3 separate regions of the Gossypium hirsutum genome follow, and all the other regions are linked to region 1. Evidence: chromatin contacts called from public Hi-C data. All regions are on one chromosome and are shown on one strand. The core of a region is the stretch at or near the end of the contact, and the rest is flanking DNA. Distances in the headings are between cores, read along the strand shown.

Region 1 (3,330 bases), core at 556-3,055:
TAATTTCTTCGGGCCATTCCCTAACAACCACTCCATCCCACATATCCAAAAATTTACAACAACTTGTTTCACCATGGCCCATTCGACAACACAGATAGCAAACCAATTCATAGCTGAAAGAAATCATCAAAACATTGTCCATTTGTCTTTGAATCTTTTTCTTTCTCATCAATGATTCTCTTATGTCAAGCAGGACGTGAATGTGCATAAAACTATTAAACACATTCCCTTTGTTACTTGCGTCATAGTTTAGAGAAGTTCCTATAAGACCTCTTAGGCTTTTAGCAAGATTAATAGATGCTAACCTTGGGGGCAAGTTATGAACTTGGACCCAAAAATTGACAAATGAAAACTCAATATTTTCAGGGTTCTCACCCTTAGCTAACTGATAGATAAGTAATAAACAATTACTAAACAATCATGGACCTCTTGAAATCATCTTTTTAAGATCTACAAAATGATAGAACTTAATAAGATAAAGGTCCCCAAACCAATAGGTTAAATAATAGAGTATGCCTATCGCAGCAAAATTAGTGAACTATTCCCCAAAACTTTGCCAAAAAAAAAGAAAGAAAGATCATAGTTGATGTCATCCTCCAACACATTTTCCACGTTAATCACCAGTTTGGCTTCTTCTTTTTCCTTCAAGGGAAGGATCTGAAAGTCTGACTCCATAACAAACAAAACAATAAAACAACATAATAAGATAAAAGCAAACAATGAGGATAAATTGACAAAGCAGTACTAAGCATGCACAAAGGCATGCTCCCGAAAAGAAGAAAATCAATTAGAAAAAATTAACAAAGCAATCCCAAACATGCACAAAAGGCATGACTTGCTCGCGAAAAAAAGCCTTAAATTTATTTTCACTTAAGACTTTTTAACTTAATTTTAATTTTATTTTGAGTTAATTGTTTAATCTGGATAGCTGCATTTTTATGTTTTTTTTCCTTAAATTATACTTTTGGTCACTTTAAAATAGAGTTTATATTCTAATTAAAAATAATTATTTAAATAAATCACTGTGCTTAAAAATTCCGGTCAAGAATTGAGATACCCTATTCATCCGTACGGTTGCTGGTGGTAGGGAATGGCTTTGGTGCTTTTAGAGAGTATCTTCAACAATACTCAACATATAGTGAGCCACGGTTGCCCAAATCCGCTATCATAAAAATCCTTGAAAATAGTTACACAAGAAGGAACCATGTTTACTCTATTTTTGTAAAATTGTATAATATTTGGATTAATTTTATATATTTGTACTAATTCGAATTTTTATTTTATTATCATCCATCATACACACTTAGCAATATCAATTTTAGTACCTGGTATGTATCTCATGAGTCATATGTTACATCGTTGAATTTTTAAAATTTATATAATGATAAATCAATAAGTCTTACTAGGAGATTTTATGAAAATTTTACACTTAGACCTTTTTAACATTGCTTATTAAAAATGTTTTTGAGTCAAAAAGCATTTTTAAATAAAAGCTAAAGTTTTTTATTTTTATTTTTAGCTAAAAAAAGTATTTAGCTAAAAAAATAAATTAAAAATGCTTTTATCTTAATAAATATTTTCAAGATAAAAATATTTTTTAAAAATAATGTTAAACTGACTCTTATTAAAGGAACGGAATTTGACCAGGTGGACCATTAACAAAGTCTCTACTCGAGCAAAGTGAGGTGAGGTTTCTATATATAGCTTCTTAGTAGGAGAGAATATTGATGAACCCAGCTAGCCGCTTGGCACTCAGCAATCTACCTTCTTCGTTTATTATATCTGTTTCCTCCCTCACCCAGTAAATGAGCTGAATCCATAACAGTAAGCAAGTCGTTTTCCCTCTTTTCTGCATGTAGATTTGTTAACATAACTTACCTCCAAGGCATTAGTGACGGAAAGTCCAAAAGAAACCTTTTTCAACTAAAAGAAAAGTTAAATGAAACCAATGCAACATTACTAATTGAACTCTCTAACTGGGATTTTCTAGCCGAGAAATAGAAGAAAACAGGCGGCGCGTGTTTCATCCGGGTCAAAGGATAAGTAACCATCTACTACCACCAAAACAAAGTTCAAAGCGGGACCCTCCGATAATGTGTCAATTTTGGCTTCTAGTTGTAAATAATTTCTCGACCCTCATCTCAGTGACGAATTCAAAACAAGAAGTTAAATTATAATTTTTATGATAGCAAAAATATAATTTTAATAATTTATATATTTATAATTTTAAAAATTAAATTAAATTTTTAATATTTTTAAATGTTAATTTTATTTTTATTAATTTAAAAATTTTCCATTTTAGGACGCTGCCCTGCCAGCTTGCCTGCCTGCCTGATCTTATTGTATTTATTTAGTTATCATCATAATTATTAAGAACCCAGACTTCGTTTTTCAGATTCTAATCAAGCAACTGATCGGTTTAATTACAGGGGAGAGCTATAATTTAGATTGCGGAGAAGAAAACTCGGCGGCGAGACAATTTCTCAACTCTTTTACTTTGAATCTAAGGTAAATTTCTGAATTCATCAGTAAATCAATAATAGCGTAGCTTTTGGTGTGAACTTCGTTTTGTTTTCTGAATCTTCAACAGATATCAATGGAAAAACAGACCTACGAAGAAATTCATGACTGCCTGATCAAGCCGGTTAGCTTAATTTATCAGTTTTTAGAAACAAGTATCCAAGGTAGTTTCCGGAGGCTGAATTGAATTGTTGTATGTTAAACTGCAGAGAATCAATCCTCAAAGAAGAAAAGACAAAGTTTATATTGGCTGTGGAGCTGGGTTCGGTGGTGACCGGCCAATGGCAGCTAAAAAATTGCTTAACAGAGTCAAAGAGCTGAATTATATTGTTCTTGAATGTTTAGCAGAACGTACTCTTGCAGAACGATACCAGGCTATGGCGTCCGGCGGTGATGGCTATGATTCTAATAGTATGTTTATGTTGCTTTCAATTGTTTTGAATTCAAGCTTATTTATGTTTTATTTTTGGGTTTTCTCTAAAATGTTTAATTTCCAGTTTCAGAATGGATGTCTCTGCTACTACCTTTGGCTGTGGATAGAGGAACTTGTATAATTACCAACATGGGTGCAAGTATGAGAATTTGAAAACATCGTTTCAAATTTTGAGTTGTCTGCCAAATTTCACCAAATGCTTTGTGCTGATGTTCAAAGTTGTGTTTGATCTTTTCTTTTCATACTGAGCATATTGATTCTTTCCTGGATAGTGGATCCGGTCAGTGCTCGAGAAAAGGTTTTAGAAGTTGCCAGCAGCCTTGGGATTCGTTTGTCTGTTGCTGTGGCTCATGAGGTCTTTGTTAATGAATCGGGTA
Region 2 (3,330 bases), core at 423-2,922, 470 kb after region 1:
TAAGTTCTAAATTGGTGCATTGCCAGTAGAAGATTAGAGAGTAAATGCCATGAAGGAATTTAACTTCAAGTTTACAAATGAGAAAATAAGAAGCTGCAATCTTAGATTATTACATAAACTGGTAAATAGAAGATCGGCATTCAATAATGAATAAGTACAAAGCTAGCAGCTACTAGAGAAAGTAGAATTTTGCATAGCATCAATGGGTTACAATGAAACTGCAGCCACTTAAGGAGATAAGAAATGCATATAAAAACAATAAAAATGAGGTAGGCTTCAATCATTGGATGAAGTGACAATGTGACATTTAGCGAATGATAAATTGACCATCTCGGAATGAAGATGGACAGTAGGCCTTCTAAGTTCTAACATTGGTGTATTGCCAGTACAAGATTAGAGAGTAAATGCTATGGAGGAATTCAACTTCAAGTTTACAGATGAGAAAATAAGAAGCTGCAATCTTAGATTATTACATAAAATGGCAAACATTTGAAGATTGGGATTCAATAATGAATAAGTGCAAAGCTAGATGCCACTAGAAATAATAGAATTTAGCATAGCACGGATATAATGAAATTGCGGCCGCTTAAAGGAGATAAGACGTGGTTACAGGCTTTTCAATCATTTGATGAAGTGACACTTCAACATGTAGCGAACGATAATTGACATCCTAACATTGCAATATTGCCCGTACAAGATCAGGGAATATATGCCACAGAGGAAATAAACTACAAGTTACCAGTTGAGAAAATAACAAACCGCAATCTTGCATCATTATGAATAAAAGTACGCAGCCAGCAGCTACTAAGGAAAACAATTTTTTGCACAACATTGATGGGTTATTATGAAACTGACAGCAATTTTTATGGACTTCAAAACTTTCTAAAGCATTTGCTTTGTGACTACAGTGTAGAAAATAATAATTAGAGGACCGTGATATACACCTAGCTAACATTCAACTAAGTATCTGAATAGTAAGTAATTACTCTTCATTTATTTATAAAATTTCAAGTTTCACCTTCAACCAACATTTATATCAAAACAAACTAAAACCGAACTATTTAATTTAAGGCCTCACCTTACCAATCCCTTCTATCTAATTCCAAATGATATGCATTAAGACTCTACTAGTACTGACCAACTATAATACAATTTCCATTAGGATCCAGCAAATGCATAACAGAAATCTTAGCATGAATACTTTATATTGTTCGAAATCTTTAGATTTTCAAAAGGGTTAAACCTAGACTTAGCACTTAGCAGTTAGCAATTCATATAATTAGGGCAATATACGTTCTAAATAGCAATCAAAAACAGTAATAAAGTGAGGAAAGATGGGGACTTAAGCACCTCGAGCTCGGCGGATTTCATGGCGATCGGGATACAAATGAGGAAAACGCCGAACATAGCAATCGCAGTATTGCGACGCCAGTGCTTGGGCCGGCAATATGGGCCACCAGACATGCTCCACACCTTCGTCCTGAAATCCTCTGCTCCATGCCCTCCATGTTCTGCTCCTCCCATTTTTTCTTAATTTACTCGACGGATCTATCGAAAACTCTTACAAGTCTAACCGGTAAAGCAATTAGATCAGTAAGAAGATTGAAATATTTCAAAAGAAAATGAAATTTAAGAAGTAAAATTTAGTGGCGAGGATTGAGAGCGAAAGAGGAACGAATATTTGGGTTACCTGAGGCAAATGGAAGGTCCAGGATCGAGGATCAGCTGAGTCTGGTTCGCAAATAGAGACATTGTGCTTGTAAATGGGCTTCGGTATTTTGTTGTGCTTGTCGACCAACTTTTCGCCTTTTCACAACTGTACGAGCCCATGGCTGGAAGCAGGCCAGGTTTTGGGGATTTACGGACCTCATAAGGACCTGGCTTTAAGCATTATAAATTCTTTTTAGGGTTAATTGCATTGTCACCATGCTTAAATTTTGAATTGATTTCAAATTTCAAAGTATTTTAATTTGAGAATGCTCAAATGTATAGATATTATATTATTGGGGTAATATATTATTTGGTACTTGAGATTGGTTTCAATATTTAATTTGAAATCTAAGATTTTTGTTTCAATTTGGTACCTAGACCAAACAACCCAATGAATGTTTGACACGTATACTTTAGTAAAAAAAAAACACGGGTACTTAATTAGGACAAAAAAATAAAGCTCAAGCACCTAATTAAACACTGAAACCAAACTTAGGTACTTAAATGGGACAAAGAAAAACTCAAGTACCAAAGTGAACTTTGAAGTCAAACTTAAGTACCAAATTGGGACAAAAAACTCAAATACCGAATTGAACATTGAAGCTAAATTTATGTATCAAACAGTATATTAACCTTTTATTATTTATGAATAAGATAAGGCTTAATCTAACCTTTAGTACCCAAACTTGACATTTTTTCTTGGTTTGATACCTAAATTTTTTTTTGTCCAATTTGGTATTTGAACTAATCAAATATTATACAAATTATCCAAAACACTAATTGTATCAATTTTTATAAGGGGAAAAAAGTAGCTAGTGTATAACCAACATGTAGCAAATGACATGAAATTTAATGGTAGGAACTATTACATTTATCTGGAGTTTTCTTTGTTTCATTAAAATTTTACTTTTCATAAAGACATAGAATAATTTGACTGTTAATGGCAGAAATGATTCAAGAGACTTGATCTTTATAAAGCCCTCAATTCTATAAAAATATTATCAAAAATAGAGGAAATTTGTGTTAAAAAAGCTACTTTGAGTTATGCTTAACAAATGAATATTGAAGAAGAAAAATAAGAGTTTTAAAACCCCCCAAAATAAAATAAATTCATTATGTTAAATTAAAACATTAAAATAAATTAAATAAATTGAACTAAATGTAAATGAACATTTAGAACAAAATCATGTCATCTGTCACATGTCAATCATACACTGGTTATTTTTGCTACCTTATAAAAAAAACATTATTAGCATATTGGAGCAATTTGTATAATGTTTGACAAGTTTAGGTACAAATTGAGAAAAAAGCTTAGGTACCAAATTAGGAAAAAAATGTCAAGTCCAAATATTGAATTGGACCAAAAAGAAAAAAGAAAAGAAATTTAGGTACCAAATTAAGAAAAAGTGTCAAGTTTAAGTACTAAATGTGTTACACCTCAAATTTGGCGGATCCGAGAAGAAAGCACGTAGATGTGAAGTTGTCGGTTTGGCGTACTATGGTAGTTAGTCTATCAATTCACAAGCTTATAATGAATTGATGTTTGGCACATATAGTATTCGTCCATAGAAGTATCTAAGGACTTATTCTCAATTGAAGAAATAATATGACAAGCGAAGA
Region 3 (3,330 bases), core at 406-2,905, 280 kb after region 1:
ATTGATTGAACAATTGAGGTTAAACGCAAGAATGTACAGGTAGAGACAACAGACATTTACCTGCCTGAAAATAAACAGGCTGGAAGGAGGAAGAAAGAAAAGAGAGATAATAGTTCTTACACGTTGTGGGTTGATACCAGCAGCAGCAACATACATATCAAGTTTTCCAATTGGTATTCCAATACCCTGAACTCCAAGGTCACCAAGGCCAAGAATACGACTGCCATCAGTCAGGACTATCATATCAACCTGCGAGACCGGAATTCAACATAACATAAATGAACAAAAGGCATATGACATACAATCTTTGACACTCTTAAGATCCAAAACTTACATGTTGAGCTGGCCAATTATATATCATAGACATCATCTCTCCTTTATCCTTCGCACTGAAATACATACCACGTGGGCGTCTAAACAATCCAGAGTAGTTTTGACATACTAGCCCCACAGTCGGCGTATAAATTATAGGTGCAAAATCTTTGATGTTGTCCATAAGGACCTGAAGCAAAAAGCAAAGCAGAAAAACTTTAAATGATATGAGAAGTAAAAAAATTTGTGTAAATGCCATAAATTGAAACAATCAACCAACTTACTCTGTAGTATAGTGTTTCATTCCTGTCATGCAATCTATTTAAGATCCTCCATTTGGCTAATGCAACAACACTATCAGGTTGGCCCTTAGTATTTTTTTCCAAGGAGTGATATGATTCCACTACCAATTAAAAAACACAGTCAAAATGAAGGCTATTGTTAGAGACCAAGATCAACAACTTGGTAAAAATCTCCTAAAAGGCAAATACACAACCATACGATTTTAGTAAGTTATACATATAATATACCTAATTTGGAAAACAAACTTACAGAAACGATCATATTGCTGTTCGAATGATATCACACGTGGCGGAAGGAGACCACGGAGCCCAAGTCGATCTCTTTCTGTTAAGGGAAAGCCAGTATCCTGCACTTAAGGGGAAAAAAAGTCAAACGTTTTCGTATCGACGGTAATCCGGAGCTTACGTTTCAAAAGCACGATCTAAAAAAATAAATTTCCGAGTCTAAATAAAATTCATTCTCAGTAAGCAGAAAAATCACTACTTCAAAGTGCAAACAGGTTAGTCAAATATCATAGTAAGAAAACTAAGCCAACCTTATTAAACCAAGGATCATGAAGAATATCTGTTCCACGCTTGTGAACAATACAAGGACCAGGAATCACCGACGAGAACAACCGTCGTGTGCGGCTCAACCTCGACGATGCAAATCGCGTCAGGTTCCACATTCCGTGCCCTAGATTTCCAGATCGAAGACCACCACTGAGTAAAAAGGAGACAACAACACAACTTCAGTTAAAAACACAACAGCCGCTCTTAGTGGTAGTACTACTGTCTTAACATGTTGCCGCAAATATTTTAGGAAAAAAAGAACACGAAGGACTGGTAGAATTGGTGTGAAAACGTGCGTTTGGTTTCAATATATAGTAAAAAAGCTTAAAGGAATTAACTTTAATTTATTTATTTATTGTCATTGTTGACGATTTTCGCTGGTCTACGGTAGTATTAAATACGTCTGAAAGGGGCAAAACAGTTGAAGATGTTTGGGAAAGAAAGTGTCTGAAGATGCCCGGGACGTGCGGGCAGCGAAGAGAATGTGGTTTGGTCAGTGGATGGGCGATAGTGATTGAAATTTGAAGGGGATTGGTTGCCCACGGGCAACGAGGGTATATTTGGGAAGATAATAATGATTTGATGCTTTCAGTGTGTCTTAGGAACTTTCCCTTTTGATCTTTGCCACGTGTAAAACTATTATTTTGCTGTTGTACATTTGAAAGATATAACTTTTTGATAAATTATATCATAAAAGTATTCTTACTTTATTTTAATTTAACTTACTCATAATCTCAAGCACTTATTTCTTTTCATCAATGTTTTCGTGATGGTTTTGTAGATGAAATTTTTTGAATTAATTACAAAACATATCATTCTTTAAATTGAAATTATTATGAATAAAAATGATGTCATCATATATTATATCATAATTATTTTTTAATTAATTTAAATTAATAAATAAATAATAAAAATATATATTAAAATAATTAAGTGACAATATTAAATGATTATTTTATCTATAATTAATTAAATTGATAAGAGATAAATATTAAATTAAAGAGTTTAATTTTTGTAGAACACTTCAAATCAAGAGTTTACATTCCAAAAGAATTCTATTTTACTTAAAGAATTGGTACTATAAAAGGGGTCAAGTCCTATCCATTTCACACACACAAGTTAAAAAGTCTAGAAGATCTTTAAAGAAACCAAAGAACTTGAAAAAAATTCAAAAGAGTGTCGTATCAATTTTAAACAAAAGCCACCTTCTGATCTAGTTCAACCAATTAGAGGAAGTCAAAAGTTGTTTATAAAGAAAGTCACCTTTCGATCCAATTCAACTGAAAAAAGTAGGTTCAAATCCATTTCAAGAGCACGTCATAATGGCACTTGAAGCAAACTACATCCTTTGTAATCAAGTTTTGACAACTTTGGATCAAAGCTCAACCGTAGAAAATAATTAAAGGAGTTCTCTTTGTAATCAAAACTTCTTTTCAAAGTTTATAAATAAATTGTCTCCAAATTTTTCAAGTCCATTTTTGACTCGAAATTTGTATATAAAAATTTTGGGCACGCCTCTGTTGGAAAATCTGGTTAAGAAAATAATTTATTGTAACAACATAAGTTTAAAATTTTTCTAAATTAAGTCGGTTTGTGTAACACCCCTCACCTGTATTTAACGCCGGAATAGAATTATGGAGCATTACCGGACTTATAACACAAATAAACAAACATTTCACATACATTATTCAATTTCATGCAATCGTCATTCAACATCAATCGCATTGTCCCTAATACGAGCCTACGAGGCCTTAAACATGCATTTGAAGTGGTTCGTGTAACACCTCTAACCCCTATCCGTCGTTAGAACAGGGTTTCGAAGTATTACCAGAACTTTCAAAATATTTTACAAATAATTCATGTAAATTACTATTCATTTATCGAGATCATTCAAAACGTCCCTTAATTGGACCCTCGAGGCCCAATACGAGCATTAGAATCAAGTTGGAACTTAATTAGAAACTCATAAAATTTTTCACGACATTATTGAAAATTTTCTAAGGTGTAAGGCTCATACGCCCGTGTGGTCCAAGGGACACGCCTGTGTGACCTTGGGACACGCTTGTGTTGCAGGCCATGTTCGACCCCGTGTAACTCTCTGACTTGTGCACACGGCCATGCCACACGTCTGTGTGTTAGGTCGTGTGGTTAATTAATTCAATTC

Evidence for each region. A called contact is a pair of places that touch in the nucleus more often than the background predicts.
Region 2: a contact with region 1 is called in a Hi-C map of leaf, with 2.3 times the contacts expected there. The contact joins the promoter of LOC107952934 here to the promoter of LOC107952922 in region 1. A contact is called at or near these places in 2 of 34 Hi-C or Micro-C datasets (callus and leaf).
Region 3: a Hi-C map of leaf shows a contact between it and region 1, with 2.2 times the contacts expected there. The contact joins the promoter of LOC107952931 here to the promoter of LOC107952922 in region 1. A contact is called at or near these places in 2 of 34 Hi-C or Micro-C datasets (hypocotyl and leaf).

The regions. Positions count from the first base shown.
Region 1 is chrA07:33,464,373-33,467,702 of Gossypium_hirsutum_v2.1, forward strand. It overlaps LOC107952922, which reads left to right and starts at 1,806. Exons shown (of 15, transcript XM_041118011.1): 1 at 1,806-1,824; 2 at 2,430-2,508; 3 at 2,591-2,644; 4 at 2,730-2,931; 5 at 3,018-3,092; 6 at 3,226-3,327. The coding sequence starts at 2,597.
Region 2 is chrA07:33,933,495-33,936,824 of Gossypium_hirsutum_v2.1, forward strand. It overlaps LOC107952934, which reads right to left and starts at 1,673. Exons shown (of 2, transcript XM_016888140.2): 1 at 1,351-1,673. The coding sequence starts at 1,524.
Region 3 is chrA07:33,746,214-33,749,543 of Gossypium_hirsutum_v2.1, forward strand. LOC107952931 (NAD-dependent malic enzyme 2, mitochondrial) reads right to left here and starts at 1,656. Exons shown (of 20, transcript XR_001698993.2): 1 at 1,151-1,656; 2 at 865-961; 3 at 597-715; 4 at 335-502; 5 at 121-249.